Regions from separate parts of the Zea mays genome. Here all the other regions are linked to region 3. Evidence: chromatin contacts called from public Hi-C data. All regions are on one chromosome and are shown on one strand. Each heading gives the region's core, a stretch centred on a gene start, on an enhancer-like site or on the middle of the called end of the contact. The rest is flanking DNA. Distances are from core to core; before and after follow the strand shown. Region 1 holds the start of LOC100279441 (DUF1995 domain protein). Region 2 holds the start of LOC100276702. Region 3 holds the start of LOC103638085 (CDT1-like protein a, chloroplastic).

What was found. A called contact is a pair of places that touch in the nucleus more often than the background predicts.
Region 1: a Hi-C map of ear shows a contact between it and region 3, with 2.4 times the contacts expected there. The contact joins the promoter of LOC100279441 here to the promoter of LOC103638085 in region 3. A contact is called at or near these places in 3 of 25 Hi-C or Micro-C datasets (bundle sheath, ear and leaf).
Region 2: a contact with region 3 is called in a Hi-C map of ear, with 2.2 times the contacts expected there. The contact joins the promoter of LOC100276702 here to the promoter of LOC103638085 in region 3. A contact is called at or near these places in 5 of 25 Hi-C or Micro-C datasets (bundle sheath, ear, endosperm and 2 more).

Annotation. Positions count from the first base shown.
Region 1 is chr9:21,775,831-21,778,530 of Zm-B73-REFERENCE-NAM-5.0, reverse strand. LOC100279441 (DUF1995 domain protein) reads right to left here and starts at 1,325. Exons shown (of 9, transcript NM_001152448.1): 1 at 1,056-1,325; 2 at 883-970; 3 at 583-693; 4 at 312-394. The coding sequence starts at 1,303. It overlaps LOC100283300 (iron-sulfur assembly protein IscA), which reads right to left. Exons shown (of 3, transcript NM_001156202.1): 3 at 2,700.
Region 2 is chr9:21,710,229-21,712,928 of Zm-B73-REFERENCE-NAM-5.0, reverse strand. LOC100276702 reads right to left here and starts at 1,304. Exons shown (of 2, transcript NM_001350801.1): 1 at 723-1,304; 2 at 266-565. The coding sequence starts at 1,182. The coding sequence ends at 760.
Region 3 is chr9:21,338,611-21,341,310 of Zm-B73-REFERENCE-NAM-5.0, reverse strand. It overlaps LOC103638085 (CDT1-like protein a, chloroplastic), which reads right to left and starts at 1,433. Exons shown (of 7, transcript XM_008661075.4): 1 at 990-1,433; 2 at 625-744; 3 at 300-534; 4 at 1-183. The coding sequence starts at 1,363.

The sequences.
Region 1 (2,700 bases), core at 76-2,575, 440 kb before region 3:
GTAACAACCTGAATACTATTCAATGTCATAATCTGGAAGCATCCATAAAGTTTCTTCTTCAAGAATACAAAGAGTCAGAATTCTGCCTTGTCATGTCCAGTATAATATGGCATTTGCAACTAGGACTAAAGGTGAACTGGCCAATTCTTGGTAGCTAGAAAATTAACTGTTCCTGGTCTCAAAAGAAAATCAATTGTGATTTCCAATTGACGTCGGTAGCATGCCGCTCGTAGTCAGAAAATCATGAGATGCAACAAGTTACATCAACTTGGTATGAAACCATCACTTCTCAGTGGATAGTACATTAGTACCTGGCACACTTGAATTGTGCATCTTTCCATTGATGCTTGAGAAGGGCAGCTGCTCCAGCGTCAGGGAAAATGGCAGTAACTTTCTGCAGAACACCAAGTGGTATCAGAAACAGACAAATACATAAATCACAAGAGGTCGAGAGCAACAAATTTGCAAAGTGATAATTGGTAGACTCAAACATCAATTAGAGTGAGAGTGAGGCAATTATAAGTTGGAGAAAGTAAAAGCCATGTCTAATGCTGAAAGCCTGAAACGACCTTGTATCCAAACCTGTCCTGTCTCTTGTACAAGTGTGTCCAGGAAAATCTTTGACAACGCCCAGAGTTCAGCCTGTGCTCCTTCCTCGTTGAGGAATTCCAACTGAGGGATCAGCAGTTCTGCCTGCAATATTGACACCACTAATCGTAAATCGTCAATAATCGTATGGTAAAGATGCCTAATCAGAAGCTCAGCAAAAAGAGAGTACTTCTATAATTATGTCATCATTTATACATTATTACAGCATATACGATTGAGCCGAATTACAGAAGCGACAATATGCATGTGCAGTATGCGCAGCGAGAATCATACGATAGCTCGCATGCCTCCGGAGTTTACGAAATCTGCGCTCGCCTTCCCTGACTGCCGAATCGCGCCCTCCAAATCCGATGGCAAGCAACTGAACCACAGCGAAGGCCGCTTCACAACGTCAGCATCTTTTGTGTTCTCAATTACGCACGAGTTGAGGGTGCAGTGAACCCGACCTGTCGTCCTCCTCCACGGGCTGCGCCAGCCCACCATCCGTCGCGCCCCCCGCCTCCTCGGCCTCCGCCGGGGCGTCGGAGGCGTCGAACTTGCCGAACTTGGCCGAACAAGGTGGCGGCGCCCGGCGAAGGCGCAGCCGCCTCGCTGACGCGTCGAGGGGGAATACGAGATGTAGGGGCGAGAGGCGGCGCCGGAGATGGGTAGGGCAAGCGCGCTGGGGCGAGAGCAGCGGCGCCGTGGTCGCCATTGCTTCGCGCCGCGACCGTGTGTGATGAAGACGTGGCTGGGAGAAGCGCTGCTATGCAGCTCTTTGGATAACGCATAGAAACGGGGTTCCATCAATTTCCCGTCCGATGGAATTTGTGTAAATTAAGTGGCGGTTTTTGATCTGCGCCAGAGTATAATGCAGGAGTTTCTCGTTACAAGCTAAATATGTGCACAACACATCCGTTTAAATGGTAAAATGAGATGATTCGCTCCAACACATATTCACACTTACCTAACAAAAATGACGTACATATTTTTTATTCATACTTTATATTCAAATATAATATAAATATTTTTATAAAAATTTGGGAAAAAATAAAATCGGACCGTGTCGACGTGGTACCTCACGATGATCGGCCTAGGCTAATGCGGGCTTAATGGACAATGGACCATACCGTGCTCAGAAAAGGCTAAGTCCTAACAGGCCATGCAAGGAGAATCCCATTGTTACCATCCTCGCAAATCCTATCTAGACTTTCAACTACTTACTCCAGTGATGTAAGGCGTAGACAGGAGGGAGGGGCCGTAGTGGCTAGGGTTCAATGTCGCTCGAGCCACCTGATGGGAGACTGGCACGACGAAATTGTGTTGTGGTTTATTACTCGACATGTAAAATACATTTATGTAGATTTTATAGTAGATGTGTTAAATTCAGGCATAACGACTGTTTCAAACATAGTACAAATCATTGTAAATGTTTTAACGTGTTTGAACAACTATATCCTTTAAATAATATTTATTTATGTAAAATAGAAACTGTAGCAACACATTAGTACTAGTCTACATGCTCCTGCTAACTCTATGGTCCCAAGGAAAGATTAGAGTTGTTTGGTTTGCTACTTCATTGCCACAGTTTGTCACATCTAAAGTTAGTCAGGTTTGATCAAGTTAGACATGTGTTTAGTTTATAGCCGCAGTTATGACAAAATTTAATTTTCTCCAGCTCCATAGGCATTGTCAATAACATGTAAAAGTATGGCAAAGTTCTCTTAAACGTAGCAAACTGTGGCGCAGAATTTAAACACAGGGCATGTTTAGTTGTGTGCCTAAAGTACCAAAATTGCCACACATTTTCTACCACACTTGCTTAAGGTTAGACACTCAATTTCTACACCACATATTAGGCATGCTTAAGGAAATCTTGCCACACTTTATGGATTATCGAGGACCGGAGCCTACACAAAAGGAGAAAAATCTTGTCATAACTATAGCTACAAATTAAACACACAAACTAAACACACGCCTAGCTCAGTAAAACCTGTCTTACCCTAGGCGTGACAATGTGGCAAGTGAAGTAGCGAACATTTTTAACACCTCAAGTATACAACCAAACAACACTTAATATTTTTTTATCTGTAGATAAGTTTAATAAAATAG
Region 2 (2,700 bases), core at 55-2,554, 370 kb before region 3:
TTTTCCAAGGCTTATTTTCCAATCCTCGAAATTCCAAAACACCGAAACTCTCAAAATAGAGGCTTAGGAGCCAACTGGTGCCTGGATTTTCTCGATGATAACCGATGAGCACAGTGATGAACTTAAAACGGATAGAAATAAGTTCACGAAAAACTACAAAAATAAAAAAAAGCTCTTAACTTCAATAGTAATGAAGAATATGCTCGAACTAGAAATATATCAATCAACTAGTGATATGATGGATTTAAAAGGTTCCTGGAGCATGCATGAATCCAAGGAAATAATTGGATCGCAGAACGAACACATAATTGGATCGCAGAAATATATCAATCAACTAGTGATATGAGGCTAAAATAGTGTCATGCACATATATACAATACGTACACATAGGTTTGTGGCAGAGGCCATCACAATTCATCTGAACGTACCGGCCGGGTACAGTAGATTGAAAGCATTTCTTCCTCCGTATCACCAGGCCAGCACCAGCACCAGCACACGGAAAACCTTCAATAACATATGCACAACATCATCATCGTGCATGCATGCATTGCACGGGCAATCTAACCTGCCAAAAATAATAAAACAAAGCTCGTCGATCAGGCACTTGATCGAATTGCGTATCACCATCAGAAAGTTTGAGATGATACGTACAGCAGCTAGCAACCAGGCCAGGCATCGATCCCATCCCATGCCTGTAACTATTTGAGGCTCTTGGAGCTTACAAGTTACAGACGGAACACACATCCACCGATCACTCGTTCATTGGCGACGCTGCTGCTGGCGGAACAGCAGAACGAACCCAGCGGCAGATGTGACGGCCGCCGCGGCCCAGACGCCGACAGCGACCGGCCACGGCGTCGCGACGACGCTCGCAACCTTCCACGCGAACATCACGCTGAGTAGCGTGCAGAGCGCCCAGACCCTGCGCCTGAGCGCTTCCCTGCGTGCAGCCGCCTCCGGCGGCGCCAGCTCGTAGGCGCGCAGGGAGCGCAGCAGAAGCAGGAGCGCGCCGTAGCTGGCGACCACGAACGCCACGGACGGGACGTCCCCTGCCGCCGCCGCGCTGTAGGTGGCTGCGGCGCAGGTCGCGGTGAGAAAGACGGCTCCCGCGCGGCCCAGGCCGCCGCCGCCTCGGGCCGCGGCGTCCACGCCAGCGACTATCTGCTGGTCCTCCTCCATCATCCAAGAGATCGGCCTACTCACGCACGGCTTTGATGCTGGCGTGACTCGTGAACGTCGTGACTCGTGAATTGAATGAAACTACTACAATACTACATTATGAAAGCTTGCTTGCTTGCTTGGGAAGGCAAGGCACGGAACACGCCGCCTAGCTCTCTTGCGTTGGAAGGAAGGGCCTGGCGACTGGGTGCTGACCAAGGAGTACTGCCGTGCCGCGCGCGGTACCAGCGTCTACACGTGGGCCCTTGTCGATCGCTCTTCTTCGGACCGAGGATGATTTGTGGGCCAGCTGAAGACACTGTTTTTGGGCCAACCAGACACAAGGTCCACCTTCCATGGCCTGGAATGGATTTTTCTTTATTTTATAAAGTACCCTAAGTATCGTTATCTTCATTTTAGCTGGTCTGGTTCGCCGTCGCCGGCGCAGTAAAGAAGACCGTGTGTTCATATATACTAGTGACAGCAGGTTCTTCATGTGGTGCTCCCCCAATCCCTCGCACCAACTCTCTGTACCGAGGGGCAAGGGAAGAAGAAAGGGAGGGCTGCGGATTCGCCAAGCCCGACACGAGAGCGCGCATATTTATACTCCAGTGGTCGCATTAGGCTGGCGATAAAATCGCAACAACCCCAACGTGGTTACGGCTCACGGCCTTCGGTTGGGATTCGGTGGAGCATGCGTCCTGTGAACAGAACCTGGAATGGACGGAGGAGCAAGATGCGTCCGACAAGGCAGGCCCGCGCGCCGGTGAGGTGACGACTGACGAGGGCGGGGGGGGGGGGGGGGGGGGGGGGGGGGGGGGGTTCCACCTTTCGGTGAAACAAATGCGAGTGAGCGGCTGGAGGGACTGGCCGGACTGTCGTGCGGCCCCACTGGTCGGATGACTGGGAGCGGCGCACGCGATAGGGGGGGTGGGGTGCAGAAGGAGTAGTGGGCCGCGGAGTAGGAGTACACGGGCCAACTGGCCACATTAGGCCCAAAACCGAGACTGCTCCCATATCCTTTTTCATTTTATTTTCTATCCTCCTTTTACCCATTTTCAGATTTCAAACTGAATTTAAATTCATATTTGAACTTCGAATTCCTAGATATCAAACACAATTCTCACCTGAATAATACTTTTATTTCTTGTAATTTATTTATTTATTATCTATTCTCCTTCCCATTATTTAATTCTAGCAATAGTAAATGACTTTAATATAATTTTCTTTCGCTTTTCTTATTTCCCCTTCTATTTCAAATTCTACTTTTCAAACTTAACTTGTCTACAAAAATTGAGTACAAATGCAAACACACAAGAATTCCAGCATGATATGCATTTTTTTACATTTATTTATTTGTTATTTAACCAATATAATTCCATTAACTGAATATGCACAAATAAAACAAAATCAAATGATCTCCAAAGGTTCCATAATCTCAAGTCACTACATAATTATATTTATTCATTTATATCGTTATTATTATTATTATTTTCATGATACAATTTTTGGGGCTTTACATAAATTTAAGTGATCTAAGCT
Region 3 (2,700 bases), core at 184-2,683:
GAACCTCCTCTTGAACGACTGTGACATGTGCGACATCACAGCAGCGGTCTGCTGCTGTCCATTGACATCAGATGGCTTGAGTGGGGACGAAGATTCAGGAGCAGTCCTTTGTTCGTCCTGGGGCAAGCTCGATCTCGCTCGGTTGAATGGGTGTGGCAGCTCGTGCTCTGGAATGTCATCTCCCTGAAATTAACAACAGAGGCAATGTTATTACAGTCTTCATCTGATTAGAAGGAAAAAAACAGCCTTGAACTTCTGACAAAGCAGTAACCAAGTGTTAAGAATAGCAGTTTCCTTACCTCAGGGTGCTCCCTGTAGAATTCCACGAGCCTCTGCCTAAAGGTCCTTCTTAATGCCAGGTATGCAGTTTCTCCCTTTTGCTTAAGGACGTTCTCAACAGCACCAACTAGGAGGTTCACCTGAAGATCAGGGTACATGCAGCATGTCGTGTCGTCACGCAAAAGGATCTTGTTGATGACGATCGCCTCTGGCATTATGTACTTGAGCTGTGCAAGATGGCTGTGGGTAAATCTCCTGTGGGCAGTCACAGAATTAGGAAACTCGTTAATACAGCAATCCAGCGCTGTAGTTTAATGTATGAGTATTTGTGAACAAGATTTATACCGCTCGGTCAAATTCTGAATGCTAGAACAGATGTTGGGGAACGTGGCCTTGGACCCCTTCATACGGAGCAGTCGGGTAGAGCTCTCCAGGCAGTTGAAGAACTCGAAGAGCATCTCATAACTGCAATAACAGTGAAGATATGTCATCACCAAAGAATCATATCGCCTAACAGTGAAGAATTATTCGTGGTTTTAGTATCTAGATGTTCTATTACATAAATTCGCTACTAGGTGCTAGACTTCAGATTGGGGAAAAGGTAAAGTAAGCGTTGCTAGATGCCTAGATACTAATACGAAATCTGCAAGCGGTTCGATTTTCAAGCACAAACCAGATCTGGAATCACATCGGGGGACAGAGATCTTTACCTCTCCGGCAGCTTGACCTCCGCCTTGCGCTTGACGGGACTCCGGCCAGCCCCGGCGCCAACACCGAGCTCCCGCTCGACGGACTCGAGATCATCCTCCACCGCCGCCTCGGCCTGCGCCGCGGGCCGCCGCAGCCCGAGCGCCGCCCGGCGGATCTCCTTGACGGAGAACGCCACGCTGCGGCCGCGCGCCCTCGGCATCTCCTCCGGCTTCTCCGGCGTCGGGATCTGCTCGAACGCCGCCGCCGGCGTCATCTTCTTCGCGGCCTTATCCGGCGTCCGGACCTCGTCCGCCAGAGCGGCGGCCTCCCGCAGCTTGCGCGGCGGCGGCGCGGCCGTCGTCTTGGCCTTCTTGGATGGCGGGGTGGCGTCCATCTCAATCTTGAGAGGGCGAAGGCGACTGCGGTGTCTCGGTGAGTGGTGGTTTGGGTCGGGGATTAACGACTGAGGGAACAAGATAAGGACGGTGGATATATACGGCGGGTTACCAGGTGGGAGATGGCGCGAAGATCTGGCGGGAACAAGCTGGCGCCAAGGCCTGGCGGGAACGGAGATGGCGCGAAGAGGTGTGGGCGAGGCCACGTGGGCAAGCGAGTTGGGAGGCGTTCGCGCCAAGATTAGGCTGGCATATATCGGGGTCACGTTGGCGGCTGCTCTAGTGCATACTGTATATTTTATTGTTAAGCTATATTTACCTTAACATTACATCATCTTTTCTTTTATAACATAAAATAAAATATTTTCCTGAACATAAACAATATATTTCATAAATAAACTCTACTTTATACGTTGAATTTCAGGATTTAAAAAATAATTTTTTAAAACATTTTGAAGTTCAAAAGGTTAATAACAGTTAGTTGATGTGGTGCACGTGTGACTTGGGATGGATTTAGATACTTATTCGGATAAACACATAAATTTTTGCTATGTAAATTTATATTATTATTTTTAGTATTGAATCTATTATTTTTTATAAAAAGTAAACACTGAATTTGTTCTATATTTTTAATACTTGATATAAAATTTGGATACCTATCTGGATACAGATTAGATGTTTCTATTTTTGTTGCATAGAGAAAATAATACATACATAAATTTATATAGAAATTTATTATTATACTTCGTAATATTATTAATATCTATATTAAAATATTAGATACATCCCTAATGTGGACCAATAAAAACTATATCACTAAAGTCGATCAATTATGGTTAGTATCGACCGAACAAATCGTATCAGATCCAGCAATTAGACGATCAAACCAATCAACATTGAGACCGACATGATCGGTATCGGCGTCTGTTCAAACGTCCAGAGCTAGCAGCGTTGTTTTTTCTTTTAATGTTAATTACCATTTTTTTTATCAAATCCAAAATATTTTTAGAATCAAAGTTAAAATGTTGATTTTGAATTTATGGTCAAATTTATATCACACCTATATTATAAACTTTCACATTAGGATAGAGTATCTCTAACAAGGTACCTCAAAATAGTGACTTAAAAATTAAAATATTGCGTCATTTAAAGTGCAATTAGAGTATTGCATCATTTAAAGTGATTAGAACATTAAAAACAAATTGAGCTCTATCAATTAAACTCTAATCATGTAGTTTAAGGAATAAATTATATTATTAGAAAAAAAGGTTATGGATAATATAGATAGGTCACTACTAGAGCCATTTTTTATTAATCAAGATATGGTCCTGATTCA